Regions from separate parts of the Sus scrofa genome. Here region 2 is linked to region 1. Evidence: chromatin contacts called from public HiChIP or PLAC-seq data. All regions are on one chromosome and are shown on one strand. The core of a region is the stretch at or near the end of the contact, and the rest is flanking DNA. Distances in the headings are between cores, read along the strand shown. Region 1 holds the start of L3MBTL3 (lethal(3)malignant brain tumor-like protein 3). Region 2 overlaps ARHGAP18 (rho GTPase-activating protein 18).

Region 1 (7,147 bases), core at 1,975-4,474:
GGGGCCATTTATTTTATGACTATATATAACTGTATGGTTAAGAAACTAAATACCAGCCTTAAAGTATATTTATTAGGGAATAAAATGATCAACTCCTGTAATAGGCAAATTTCATCCAAAGGTCTTTTTTCACTTTTCCGAAGTTTAAACACATACAGCACTTTGTATTTTTATTAACATTCAACTGAAATCATCCGCTGTGACTCCTAATTAAAGGTTGATCAAATGCACAAACAACGATAAATAAACTATTGTTTCTAATCCAGAGTGACCAATCCCAAATCTTAGAATAAAAGCAACGTGTATTTCCCACAGAGTTAATGAGGGATGGAAGTTAGAGGGTCTGGGTCCTCAGATTTCATTTGCTCTGCGATTTACTAAACCTCCTATTTCTGATTAGCATCCTTTCATACAACATCTGGCGGCTCGCTCAGGTCGTCTAATTACTTCCACGTCTGAACGGACTACGTAGCTAAAAGTAAAGGCCAAAGTTTGCTCTCGGCCTTCCGAACTTAAAGATGCGTTCAACCACTAGAGGTCTCCCCTTGGCCAGTTTTGTACGTTCGCTATTTTGCTGCACTTGAAACTTTCCGGAGAAATGCTCTACTCGAGTCAGTGTTTTTCTAAAAACTTGCGCAAAAATCCACGCGACCGAGCTCGCCAGTACAGAGGCTCTCGGGCTCCCCACACTAATAAAGCTATTCCAAACAACGCTCTAGGAAAACCAAAATTAAAATTCGACGCACTCGTCCCAGCCTCTCCCCCCGCCCCATTCTTATTTCTCATCTCAGTTTCTCTTAACTTAGAGCAATCAAAAATCTATTTTTGTTTCTTAGGCACTCTGAATGAGCTCTAATGCATTTTTCCGGCGGTAGACCCGAGGTGGTAAAGGAGCGGGCCGAGGGATGCAGGGAGGGGGAAGGGCCGTGCTCACAGCGCCCGAGGAAGTTGCATAAGGAAAGAGACTCCGTTTTTTGGGTCCCCTCAAAAAAATCGGCGGGGAGGGGGAGGAAAAGGAAGCGGGGAGGGGGGGAGGTAGGAGGGAAACCGAAGCGACGTTTACCTTCGTCTCCCCGTGGAAGGGTGGGGTAAGAGCCGCGGTCTCCGCGACCCCGAAGGGCGGTTCCTTACCCCCACCTCTCTCCGAGCGCAGACGGACAAACAGATACCCCCACCCCTTCGCGGGGAAGGCGGGGAGGAAACTGCCCGGTTTTAAACTTTCTCTCACGGTCGCGCTAGGGCCGGGCTTTGACCAGAAGGGGTGGGGGAGACCGGAGGGCCCTTTTCTTTCAAGGTAATTAAAGTTTTACCACCAGCACAAAAGTTGCGCCCTCCCCCCGCCCGTGCCACCGTGCCCCCCTCCCCCGCGCCCAGGGCTCACAAGTTTTCCTCCCTCTCCACCCCCCACCAGCTCGCGGGGCGCGCGGCGGATGCCTCGGCTCCTGCGCTTCCCGATCCCCACCCCCGCCGGCCTCTACTTCCCCCCGCCCGGCCGCCGCGGCGCGAGGACGGCCCGCCGGGCCCAGGACGCTAGTGTGCAAAACCCATTATTCCGGAATGGCACACGCACGCGGCGCGAGGCGGGCGGCGGCCCCGCCTCGGACCCCTCTTTGCCTCCCCAGTATAAGGACGGCGTAAACAAGTTGCAGGAAAAGCAGCCCCGCGCCTTCACCACCTCCGCCCGCCGCCCCGGCGCGGCTGCCGCCGCCGCCGCCGCCGCCCGCCGCTACCGCCGCCGCGGCCGCCGCCTCCCGACACACGCCCGCGCCCGCACCCGGGCCGGCGCTGCGCGGCACGGCGCGGGGCGAACGCCGCGACGGCGCGGGCTCCCGGCCCGGCCCGCGGCCCGCGCCCTCCTCGGCGCGGACGGCCGCGGCGGGCCCGCGCCGCCTCGCTTCCCGAAGCACTTTCCTGCCTCGGGCAGAAATAAACCGGAGGGTTTATTTTTGTGCAACTTTCCCAAAATGGCGGAAATTGGAGCTGATCTATATGAAATTCTCACACAGTCGGTCGGGAAGGGGGAGGCGGCGAGGAAGAAAACGCAAACTCTCGGCCGCCGAGCCCGCCGCGGGTCCGTGAGTGTGTGCGTGCGTGTGAGTGTGCGTGTGCGCGGTGGGAGTCGGGGAGGCCTTTCCGCCGCGCACACACACACACAGCACACGCCGGGGAGACGCGCCTGCACATTCAACCAGTCCATTCTCCGCAGCCAGAGCGGGGAGAAAGTGGCCCGGCCTCTTTTCCCACTGCCTCGGTCTCCCGTACTTGTACTTCTCGCGCTCGCTCGCCCGCTCTCCGGTGCGCGCCCGGCACAAAGGCCACACGGGCGGAGGGGGCCGCAGGGGCGGCGCGCGGGGCTCGCGCCTCCCGCCGCACCGATCCGCGGCCCCGGCCGCCCCCGCGCTCCCCCCACCCCCGGCAGCGCCCCCCGCCTGGGCCGCCGCGCTCGCCGCCCGGGCTGCGGCTCCGCGGCGCCCACTCGGGCACGCACCCCGGCGGAGCCCGGCGCCGCCGCGCTCCCCCACCCCGCGCCCGGTGTCATGAAAGCGACCAAAGTGACAAGCTCGGGGGGCGCGGGGGAGGGGGCCCACACGCATCCCGCCGCCTGCGCGCGGGCGAGAGCCCGACGCGGCCGCCTCGCCCCGGCTCCCTTCCGCACGGCCCCCCACACCCTTCCCCGTGTGCGCGCAAAGGAAAAAATACAAGTCTCTCCTCCCCCCATTTTTTCCTTTCTCTTTTCTCTCTCTTTTGTTCCTCTTTCACACTCGCACTCACTACTTAAGAGTGAGATGCCCAGAGACTCCCCCTCCAGCCGTTTCCGAGTCACTTGCCCACTTTTTTCCCCGGGATTAAGTTTTCTCCTCTTTCCCAGAGGCGCAGAGAAGTGGGGGAGAAACCCCTTCTGTCCTTTCCCCTCCCCTGATCTGTTTCACAAGACGAGGGTGCGCTTCCTTCTCTCTATAGGTCTCTTAACTTTCATCCTCCCCCAGAAAAATAAATGAATGGCTTTTGCACGGACAAATCTTCATATTAATTAGAGATTAGATCCGATCAACCGCTTCTTACCCCCAAATTTTCTCTTTTTTTTTTCTCCGTCTCACGAGTAGTCCTGACAAATGGTCCAGGGCTGCGGGCGCAGTGCGCATGTGCGCGTAGAGTCAGGGCTGGGGAGAGGGGGAAACTGCGCTGGTGCCTGTGCCGCCGCCGCCGCCGCTGCCGGGGAGGCTCGCTCTGGCTTCCCTGTTAATGCTGCTGCGCCTTCGCCACTGGAAAGCAGCAATAAAGCCGGTTGGCAAATGCAGCAGCCCGCAGATACTGTTTCAGGTGCATCTTTTCAATATCCTTGTCACCGGCTCAGGGCTGGTTCAAGAACAATCAAAACAAATATGAAAGACTGCTAAGATTATAGATTTCTTTGTCTATTTTTCACTTTACTTTTTTAAAAAGGCATTTCTCTGAGCAGCTAATCCACCATGTACTGTTAAACGTCTGCTTTCAGCCATTCAAGAGTGGGCCACAGCCTTATACAAACACAACCCAAAAAGGCTAAACGCGTGCTACAGGTCATGAAAAATAAGAAATAAAGTTTTAAGCTTCTAGGCTATAGAACCTCCCCCCTCTTTGAGGACTGGAAGAATGCGTTATAAAGTGTGCATATAAAACTTGCGCGTGCCTTGCGTTTCCTAAGTGTTGGTCTTTATTGACAGCTTAAACATGTTAGGCCTCGGTTGTGAAATATGTTGGGATTCGTATGTCAACTTGGAAATCAGTGTTAAAGTCCCTTGACAATAAGCAGGTCGGCCGTGGACTACCCTCTGAACGTATTCAGTCAAGATGGCTGAGCAGTCCTAAACAGCAAAACCTGCTTTGTTAAGGCATCAAAACTAATCAAGCAAGAGTATTGTATTTCTGTATTGACAGCTTTCCACTTATTGACTGCAGGCTTCTTTTTTGGGCAGTTCACCATGCTCCTTTTCTACTAGATGCAAGTACTTAGAAAATAATTCAAGAAATTGAAGTTGTAATAAATATGTTTACCTTCATAACAGAGTTTGCGAGAAAAAAAAAAAGTAGCACTCATAATTTCAGAAATGGTGGAAGCAAGTCTTACATTTCACAGGAGTGGGGAGACAAAGTAAGGCCCCACTACTCAGAGTGGAGTATTTAGTTTGTATCTAATAAAGGGTAAAGGAGGCCCTTTTCCGAAATTGCTGCCTGAGGTCTAGAATTTAAATATATCACAGATGGAAATTCTGCTTTAAAAAATCCTTCCTCAAAATGTAAGTAATAATATTCTTGATTGAATTTTTTCACTTAAGGAATGTTCCTTGAACCAGTTTCAGAAAATAAACTGTTAAATTCTTTCCTTAGGACCATGAAATTACCCTAGAGAAGCAGACCACCCGACTATGTCGTGTGTTGGTACAGTGACCGAATTCTCCAAACCAAAAACCAGGACATAGGGCTTGACATGTACTCAAGACAAAGAAACGAACTCTGTGAAGCTGAAATGAGTTTATAGAGTATGCTTCATTTGTTGGGCAACCAGTGGTTTAAGGGTGCAAAGTGGGAAGGCTGGGTTAGTGAGAGCTATAGGTAATCTCATTGATTTCACCTACCACATCCAACCTTTTTCGAGCTGCTCCCAAACAGTTTAATTAACTGATCTGAATTTTAGCTTCTCTCCTTTCCTCCCTAGCCCTTGAATTATAAGCAGTGAAATGGCCAAAGGCATTGTTACCAGGAGCTATGTGCAAAACTAAGACTTTACCCCCAAAGAAAATAACATTACTTTTAGATTCCTCTTTCTAAAAATCCATTTTAGATGTGTTCTCTCTAGATAATTTATGGATGATATTTCTATTTCATATATATTTTTGGGGATGTTGGTTCCACAGTCTGTAAACTTAAAATCAAGGCCTACCTTGTGCTAATCATGCTACAAGGTGTTAGGGATAAACAGATGATCAAAACTAGGCCAAGAGATGGAGTTCCCATCGTGGTTCAGCGCATTAAGAACCCTACTAGTATTCATGAGGTTGTGGGTTCAATCCCGGGCCTTGCTCAGTGGGTTAAGGATCCAGTGTTGCTGTAAGCTGCCGCATAGTTTGCAGAAGCAGCTGGACATAGGGCAGCTCAGATGGATCCGGCGTGGCTGTGGCTGTGGCGTAGGCTGGCAGCTGCAGCTCTGATTCAACTCCTTGCCTGGGAACTTCATATGCCACAGGTGCACCCCAAAAAAGAAAAAATATGAGGCCACAGAATTCAATCGGGCAAAACAGACAGCCTAATGAACTTGCTTCACCTTGCAGTGGAAGTTGTACTTGGGGTATGAAAGGAAGTACAATTGAGAAGCATCTATTGCAGTAAGGGAAGGCTTTCCAGAAAAGGTGGTAACTAAGCTGATTCCTGAGGGACAAGTGTGCAGTGTCTCCTTTTTCTCTGGGAAGGTGATCCAATCAGAGAAACCCTGAGTAAAGCTCCAGAGGTTTGGAGAGTAAGGTTTGCCTTGTACCTACTCACATATCGAGGTTCACTAACAAAATAAGGATAAGCTGGAGTTCCTTGGTGGCCTAGGGGATTAAGGATCCAGTGTTGTCACTGCTGTGGCTTGGGTCACTGCTGTGACACAGGTTCAGTCCCTGGCCTGGGAACTTCTACATGCCATAGGCATGCCCAAAAGAATAAAAAAATAAAAAATAAGGATGAGTTGGGGATCTCTACAATACATTGCCTTTGTGCCACAGAGGTCATCAGTAAAACCTCAAAGATTGAACACAAGTTGTTCCCAAGATGTGGTTCCAGATGGGAAATATTTTGAAGGCACTCATGGGTAAGATTTTTCTACCAAGAATCCACTGGTGCCATTTCTGAGACAAAGGCAGAATATGATATTAGAATTTAGATAACATTCCATTATTCTTTATATAAACTGGTAGTATTTACAGGACCTTTCTCCATCTGTTCCTAAATGGTAATATGCCAATAGAAGCTTTTTGTCTTTCTTCCCCCTTTCACTATTCAGTCACTGGTTAATAATTCATGATGAATCCCTTCTTTCCAGCATCCCTTAATCTCATCATTCTCCACCACTCTCCCCCCTTTCTATCCCACCCTGCTCTACCCTATCAAATGTATATACCTAATCCATCCTTAGACCAGATCGATAACTTTCCTGACATCCCAGACTAAAGTATTAACCATTCCTTTACCTTTGTTGTATTTATTTATTTATACCCCACATGACTTCAGGTTACTCCATTCCTACACATTCTGAAGCTAAAGCCATTTTACATGGAAAAGGTTTTAAACAAATCACTGTACGCACTCTTCGGATACACTTTGAGGCTTCATCACCTCCTGGATGAAGGTCATTCAAAACCTCTCTGACTGTACTCCATCCTGTAACCTCCACTCTGTGTGAATTCAATTTAGCAACCTACACTCCCTTTTCCTAACACTAAGCTTGTTCTGCACTGTTAGGACATCCTCCTCCATCCTGGAACAATTCAAGGACACCCTCCTCCACCAGCCGGCCACGCACAGATTGTAAGTGACCAGGAGTGAAGTCCAAGAGATTTTCATTGTAATGCAGTGCTGCCACCACCACTGGGAACCAGGAGGCGGGTCACTTGATGTTTCAGCGTTTGAATTCTCTCACTAGTTACACACAAAAAACAGAGTAGTAATGGACTGCTAAGACCTCTTTGAAAGCCATGTCCCTTTCCATCCTTCCGTGTACATAACAGCAACACTGTTTTAGTACAAATAATATGGAACCAAGAAAAGAATTTTAAGTAAGGAGTGAAAAAAATCCATCCATTTGCCAGGTAACAGAATGTTATCAGTTTAGAGCTCATTCCGTTGGTTTAAACCTGATACTAATGAGATGAAGGTCATGGGTTCCATTCCCTAATGGCCAGCTAGCTTTGATCTGTTTCATAGCCACAAGCTGCTTTCCTAACCCCAGTTTCCCATGTTGTAATGTGTGCTATTGGTCACAAGTCTTAAGGTGAAATTGAATCTTTCCATAGAAATTTTCTAAAATGAACAATACTACATATTATCTTACTTTTAAGTGTGAGTCAAGTTATTGAATTGTTTAGTCTACACCATTGTGTGTTCCATGTTTTTCCAAGTATAAAAATGA
Region 2 (7,147 bases), core at 2,318-4,817, 370 kb after region 1:
ACTGGCAGAGTTCTTGGCTCACTGGGTCCAAGGGTAGTCCCAGTGAGTCTGGCTTGGGAAGGAGGCAAGGGGACTCCCCGACTTCCCAGTTGGACTGCTCCCAACCCCCCCGCTGTGTATCCTTCCTCCGCTCCCCAGCCTCTACTCTGGGGAATGCTGCATGGTAAAAAAGAGAATCCCCCTCCAGATGATGCATAACTCATATGCCTCCCCAGGGATTTGCATGTTACAGGGCCTCATTCTTGGAACTGTAGCTCTATGTGGAAATTTTATCTAGGAAAAAATTTTGCTTTAGCAGTCATTAGCAACCTCCTCTGCCCTCTGCTCCAAATTCAGCTCTAACTCTTAAGTAGGTACCACACGTTGCTCCCCACATCCAATGTTGTGTCTTCCTGAGTTTGTAAATCCAAGAGAGAATAGGATGGGGGAAGAGAGATTCCCTGGTTATTTCCTTCAGACCTGTTCTGTATGAGATCTTTAGTGCTGGGTCTGGTAGTAATGACTCTTGGTGTTTGTACGCTGTCCTCACCTGTGGCTGTGGCTCTGCCAGGATTGAAATTATTTACTATTCATAGATTCCACGCTTTGCATCACCTGCTTATTTTGATAAGCTTCCTCAATTTAGGACGCTAGTTCCAGCCTACTTGGCTCCTTCTACACAGTGATCTCAGTTTAATCAGATTCGGGTAACCTGTTATATACCCTGCTCACAAATTGCTTTCAGCCTGTGTCCCCTGGACGAGCCGTCTGGTGCACAGAGGTCCCCAAAACTGCCTTGTTGCTCTTATTAAGTTTGTTATGTTGCCACTGTCTCACTTTGACTTGCTGTCACCTAAGCCAGTGCCACCACCAGTCATCAGGGACATGGTGTGTGGAGGTGGGGAGTTAGGTGCTGCTGAGTAGCACATGCTCTTGCAGAGAAAAGGTCCCTCAGACACATGAAACGTGACTTCATGATAACCCATCTCAGCAAGAATCTTGTCACTCAGGTCACGAGGCACAGCTCGTACTAGCGGGATGTGGTGGCCCCCCCACAGGAGTCGTAAACATGACTTGAGTACACAGCTTGGAGCTACTGCACGTTTTACATCTTGACCCACTAGCTCACAGAGGGCTGAGTTTAACTATACGTAATGTCTTCGAAGGTCAATTAAGTGGATTCAGCTGGCTCAACTCTTCAGCACAACCTGTTGTCACAAACCGAATTATGCAGCAGCTGGTCCGTTATCAATAATTTAAAGATAATATGCCAAGTGTGGAGTTGTCTGGCTTCTCCCCTGCTCACCACATTTCCTGGGCTCTTCTCTCTCCCTCTCCCCTTCCTTTCCTCATCTTTCCCTCTCCCTCCCTGTTTCCCTTTCTTCCTCTTCTTCAAGCCTTCTCTCCTTCCCTCCTCTCTCCCCTTTCCCTCCCCCTCACTTCTTTCCTCCTTCTCTCCTTTCACCTTTCTTTCCCTCACCCCCCATTTCTAGGTTCCCCTTCATGTATTTCACCCATTACAACAACAATTGGAATTCGAGGATGGAATTGTGTCGGGAAGAGAAAGCATGGTAGGACTCAGCATCGTGGCTCAGTAGTTTCCATGAGGAGGCGGGTTTGGTCCATGGCCTTGCTCAGTGAGTTAAGGATCCGGTGTTGCCATGAGCTGTGGTGTAGGTCAGTGGCGACAGCTCCGATTCGACCCTTAGCCTGGGAACCTCCATATGTTGCAGGTGCAGCCCAAAAGAGAGAGAGAGACACACACACACACAAAAAGGCATAATAAATTCACCTTATAGGAATAGCAAAGAATGTTCCTTGGGGAGAACAGTTTCAAATAATAGAAGGAAGTGACAGAACATTGGAAGGATTTCTAACATGATAGGATTTATGCCACAGTGAAAAAGCATGTAGCAAATAGTAATTATGAAATTAAATTGATTTATTATTAATAATCTGTGTGGCAAATTTTGTAGAGTCCTTGAGGTAAATGAACTAGGTATTTCTAATTCCACAAGGATTCCAACTGTTTTTTGCAGCTGGCAGCAGGATGGCTGTGTCACTGACGGCCTGTGCACTTAAGACAGGTATATTGATACATTTTTGTGCCTCATTTGCTGTGGGATTTGGTTTGCCATTTCCCAGTGGTGACTAATCATACATGGCCTTCTGCTTAGCTCCAGGGATTGATTATGTATTTTGTTATGTAATGTACATCAGAACATAATTTAAAACATAGACTTTTTTTTTTTCTTTTTCCTTTTTTTAAGGGCTCCACCTGCAGCATATGGAAGCTCCCAGGCTAGGGGTCAAATTAGAGCTGCTGCTGCCAACCACAGCCATGCCAGATCTGGGCTGCATCTGTGACCTGTATACCACAGCTTGTGGCAACACCGGATCCTTAAACCCACTTTGTGAGACCATGGGTCAAACCCATGTCTTCATGGATACTAGTCGGGTTCTTAACCTACTGAGCCACATGGGAAGTCCCAAAACATATACTTGTTTTTTAATGATTTTTTTAAAGTTAGCGACAAATTATATTGTCTAAGTAAAGCCCCCCAAATGTAAAGGTTATTTTAACCATTTTTTACAAAAATTTTTCCCCTGGCTTTAATAACTCTGAGCTTAGGGTGACCTTATAGCTCATACGCACAGGCACCATTGATAGTCAGAACCATTTTTTGTTTCCACTTTTAAAAATTTTATTGACATGTAGTTGAGTTACAATGTTGTGATAGCTCCTGCTGTACAACAAAGCGATTCAGTTAAACACATACACACATCCATCCCTTTTCAAGTGCCTTTTTCATATAGGTTATCGCAGAATATTGGGGAGCATTCCCTTTATATTTTAACCGATCTTTTCACTCAACCTTTACTGCTTAAGGTGTGTTGCATGTCCAGGAGAATGTCAGGTTTTGGAATCTTTTGGCCTTTGGTATCATCTTCTTTGGTGAAGTCCTCTGGGGATGGTGGGGGGAGTAGTGTTTTTCTGAGTAAGGGAGAAAGTATTGGCCTCTGGTACTTCTGGATGTCTTTTCAAAAGAGTAGAATCTCATCAAGTGGAAAGTGTATCAGTCACAGCAGGAAAAAAAAATGCACTTACTGGGAACTCACCTCCCTGCCCACCCCCACCCCCCTTCTGCCTTTCAGAATCTTTGCCAAGAACTAGAAGCAAAGTTTTATGAAGGGACTTTTAATTGGGAAAGTGTCAAGCAGCATGATGCCGCCAGCCTGCTGAAGCTCTTCATCCGGGAGCTGCCGCAGCCACTGCTCAGTGTAGAATACCTCAAAGCCTTTCAGGCTGTCCAGAGTGAGTGCCATCCCTCTTTGAAGCAGTCCTTGTGCCGGTGCCATCCATGTTAATCGTTTTAATGTCATTTTGTGTCACGAAGAATATAACCAGATGCATGTGGATAGACCTCCTGACTCACAGATGTTGGCGAGTGCTCAAATGTCACGTGATGTTTTCTTTTTTCCTTTATAGATACACACTTCTGAGTAAATAGATACTAGTGGGTTCTCTTTGGGTACAAATGAACTGCATGCCCTTTAAGCAATGCAATAGATGTATTCTCATGTTAAATGAAACTGGAAACGTCACATTTCTTTTATAATAGAGTGAATCATACAAATATAAGTTCTCCCATACAGTTGGCTTGCTAAATGTTAAAAACAACACTTCCTGGAGAATCTGTGGATTAACAGTTATTGCAAAAGCCCAAGGAGAAGTGGCAAAGTCTGTGATTATTTCTTGAAAAATTAGCTTCTGAGATTGTTGTGCAGAAACATAGAACAAATCAACAACAATGCTGTCTCATTGGCGGGGGACAGCACATTTCCTAAGTCTCACCATATTGTGGTCTTGGGCAGGCTCCAAATCAGTGTCTCCATGAGTTCTCCATTCCTTTCCAGTGAACATGGAGATCTTTTGAGGTTCATGTACTGGCAGAGTTACCTCTTTGAGTCCTAGAGACCCCCAGAAAAGGAAAAACGTTGTCACCACATTCTAGTGGCCAAACGGGACTTTATTATTTTTAATTTTATTTTTGCCTTTTAGGGCTGCACCCCTGGCGTATATGGAGGTTCCCAGGCTAGGTCTAATCGGAGCCACAGCCATAGCAACGTAGGATCCTTAACCCACTGAGTGAAGCCAGGGATCGAACCGCAACTTCATGGTTACTAGTTGGATTTGTTTCCACTGCACCATAATGAGAACTCCCAAAATGTACTTTAAATGCCAAATTGAGACCCTTTTGAGAGTAAAAGGGAAGAGCTGTGAATGATTATGCTGTGCTGTAGTGTCAACCAGAACTGTTCCAGGCTCTTTTTTTTTTTTTTTATAATTGACATACAATATTAGTTTCAAGTGTACAGTGTAATGATTCATTATTTGTACATATTGCAAAAAAGTCATAATAATGTCTACTTAATATGTCACTACGCATAATTACAGAAAATTTTTTTATGAGAATTTTTTGTTTCTACTCTTAAACACTTACAAATAGGCAATACAATATTATTAACCCTAGTTGCCATGCTGTGCATTATTTCCCCAGGACTACTGATTTTGTCACTGGACATTTGTACCTTTTGAGTCCCCTCACCCATCTCCTCCCACCCCCAACCACCAGTCGCCAGTACCTGTGATAGTTCAGAGAGTTCCGCCAGTCTATTGTCTGTATCTATGAGCTGGTTTTTTTTTGTTTTTTTTTTTTTTTTTTTTTTTTTTTTTTTTTTTTTAGGTTCCACATATAAGTGAGATTATAGGGCTCATAGGTTATTTGTCTTTCTCTGTCTTAACCTTACATAGCATAATGCACTCGAACTTCATCCATGTTGTTGAAAATGGCAAGATTTTCTTTTTTTCTTTTTGTCTTTTTAGGGCCGTACCTGCAGCATATGGAGATTCCCAGTATAGGGGTCCAATCGGAGCCACAGCTGCCAGCCTCAACCACAGCCACAGCAATGGTATCCGAGCCTCTTCTGCAGCCTACACCACAGCTCATGGCAACACTGGATCTTTAACCCACTGAGCAAGGCCAGGGATTAAACCTGCGTCCTTATGGATGCTAGTCAGATTCATTAACCACTGAGCCATGATGAGAACTCCTAGATTTTTTTTTTTTTTTTTTGTCTTTTTTCTAGGCCACACCCACGGCACATGGAGGTTCCCAGGCTAGGGGTCTAGTCAGAGCTGTTGCCACCAGCCTACACCACAGCCACAGCAATGCCAGATCTGAGCCTCCTCTGCAACCTACACCACAGCTTATGGCAACGCCGGATCCTTAACCTACTGAGCGAGGCCAGGGATCGAACCTGCAACCTTATGGTTTCTAGTTCGATTCGTTAACCACTGAGCCACGACAGGAACTCCCAGATTTTCATTTTTTTTTTTTTAATGGCTCAATTTTATTCCATTATACACCAGGCTGTTCTTAAATCATGTCACATGGAGATGTTTCCCTTGGGTTATCTCCTATCATAACATTGCTGCAGAAATTGTAGGAGAGACAGGACCGAAATTATCTGTGTAGTAAAGTATTTTTTCATGGTTAGGTTGTGCTACTTAACATACATACATACATATATATGTATTCCTTGGATATAGATTAAAAGACCAAGTTTATCCCTGTAAAACAAATGCCAGAAAGATTCCACATATCCATGAGTATTACTTGATGGGGTAGGGACCAATGAAAATGATCATAATGTCCTTCTTCAGCTTTTTCATTGCAGATTGCTTTTCCCATTCATTCCATAAACACTTATTGAACACCTGCTGTGTGGTCCAGGCTCTGTTTTACACACTCCTCTTGGAACTGGTGACCTCTCACATGTACACCATGTCATATGTTCACTCGCCACTAAAAGAAACAAACTTCACTGTGACAGATGCACCCTGACACTGCATCCTAGAAGGTCCAGTCTTCTGTGTCTTTTCATGGAGAAGTAATGATCATGCAGAAGTTAAGATTATTTCCAAAGCACTCTTGTGTGTCTGCAAACATAAGGCCCCCCCATCATACGATCACAGTTGGTAGTAAGCATTCGGAGAGACAAAGCTCTCCAGCAACAGCTGCTTCTCCTAATCTCCCCCCAACACACTCTCAACAAGGTTTGCAGCTCAGTCATTCTGTCTTAGATTTCGCAGTGAAGTTTATGCCAAATAACTTTTTTTTCTTTAACAAAATGAGAAAGAAAGTAAAGAGAAATATTTGGTAAAGACGAGTGTTCAGATTTATTTAATCTGTCTGCAGATCTTCCAACCAAGAAGCAGCAGCTACAGGCCTTGAACCTTCTTGTCATCCTCCTGCCTGATGCAAACAGAGACACACTCAAGGTCAGCTGGATTCATTTATGTTAAATATCCCTTGGAACTAAGCAGAGTAATTTTTCATTATTTGTTACGAAACAAAATGATGGTATTGTGGAAATATTAGTAGTTGTCTATAAAGAAAAGACCTGTTTTTAAGGAACGATGGTGAAAGTCTTTAACTCTTTATTAATTTATTAACTAGTCATGTTAATAGTATCATGGAGGGGGGGGTTGGTTTGTTTCTTTGGATATTTTTCAACTATAACATTTCTTTCTACCAAAATGGGTGATTGAGATTCAGTTGTTAACAGAAGCATGGGTGCTTTTTGGTTTTTCCTTTCTTTCTGTTTTTCTGCATTTTCCAAATTTTATTTAGTGAGCATGTATTATGAAGGTAAAAAAAAAAAAATATATATATATATTCAAATATAAAATCCTGGGAATTCCCATTGTGGCGCAGCAGAAATGAATCTGACTAGGGACCATGAGGTTGCAAGTTCCATCCCTAACCTTGCTCAGTGGGTTAAGGATCCACCATTGCTGTGAGCTGTGGTGTAGGTTGCAGATACGGCTCGGATCCTGCGTGGCTGTGGTTGTGGCGTAGGCCAGCAGCTGTAGCTCTGATTGAACCCCTAGCCTGGGAACCTCCATATGCTACAGGTGTGGCCCTAAAAAGCAAAAAACAAACAAACAAAAACCAAAAACACGAAAAAAAAAAATCCTGAGGCTCATCAAATATAACCCACTGTTGCCCATAGATGTTAGATTTTTTTTGTAGTTCCAAGCAGTAGAGTTTGAAATAAGTCAGTGATAATTTTGAAGCATTTGATTAGTTAGCCAAAAGAT

What was found. HiChIP or PLAC-seq counts read pairs in DNA pulled down with a chosen protein or histone mark.
Region 2: a contact with region 1 is called in an H3K27ac HiChIP or PLAC-seq map of alveolar macrophages. The contact joins the enhancer-like site here to the promoter of L3MBTL3 in region 1. A contact is called at or near these places in 1 of 5 promoter capture datasets (liver), 14 of 47 Hi-C or Micro-C datasets (alveolar macrophages, brain, embryonic fibroblasts and 8 more) and 2 of 2 datasets of contacts at active chromatin or transcription factors (alveolar macrophages and skeletal muscle).

Annotation. Positions count from the first base shown.
Region 1 is chr1:33,316,253-33,323,399 of Sscrofa11.1, forward strand. It overlaps L3MBTL3 (lethal(3)malignant brain tumor-like protein 3), which reads right to left and starts at 3,225. Exons shown (of 23, transcript XM_021088384.1): 1 at 3,064-3,225.
Region 2 is chr1:33,682,209-33,689,355 of Sscrofa11.1, forward strand. It overlaps ARHGAP18 (rho GTPase-activating protein 18), which reads left to right. Exons shown (of 15, transcript XM_021088430.1): 9 at 3,136-3,295; 10 at 6,243-6,325. Among named protein-coding and RNA genes, the nearest start is that of ARHGAP18, 160 kb to the left of the region's middle. Within about 2 kb of position 3,568, at least 1 of the 83 cell types and tissues checked has an H3K27ac peak or open chromatin away from gene starts, as enhancers often do. A contact at or near this core is called in alveolar macrophages, where this site is marked.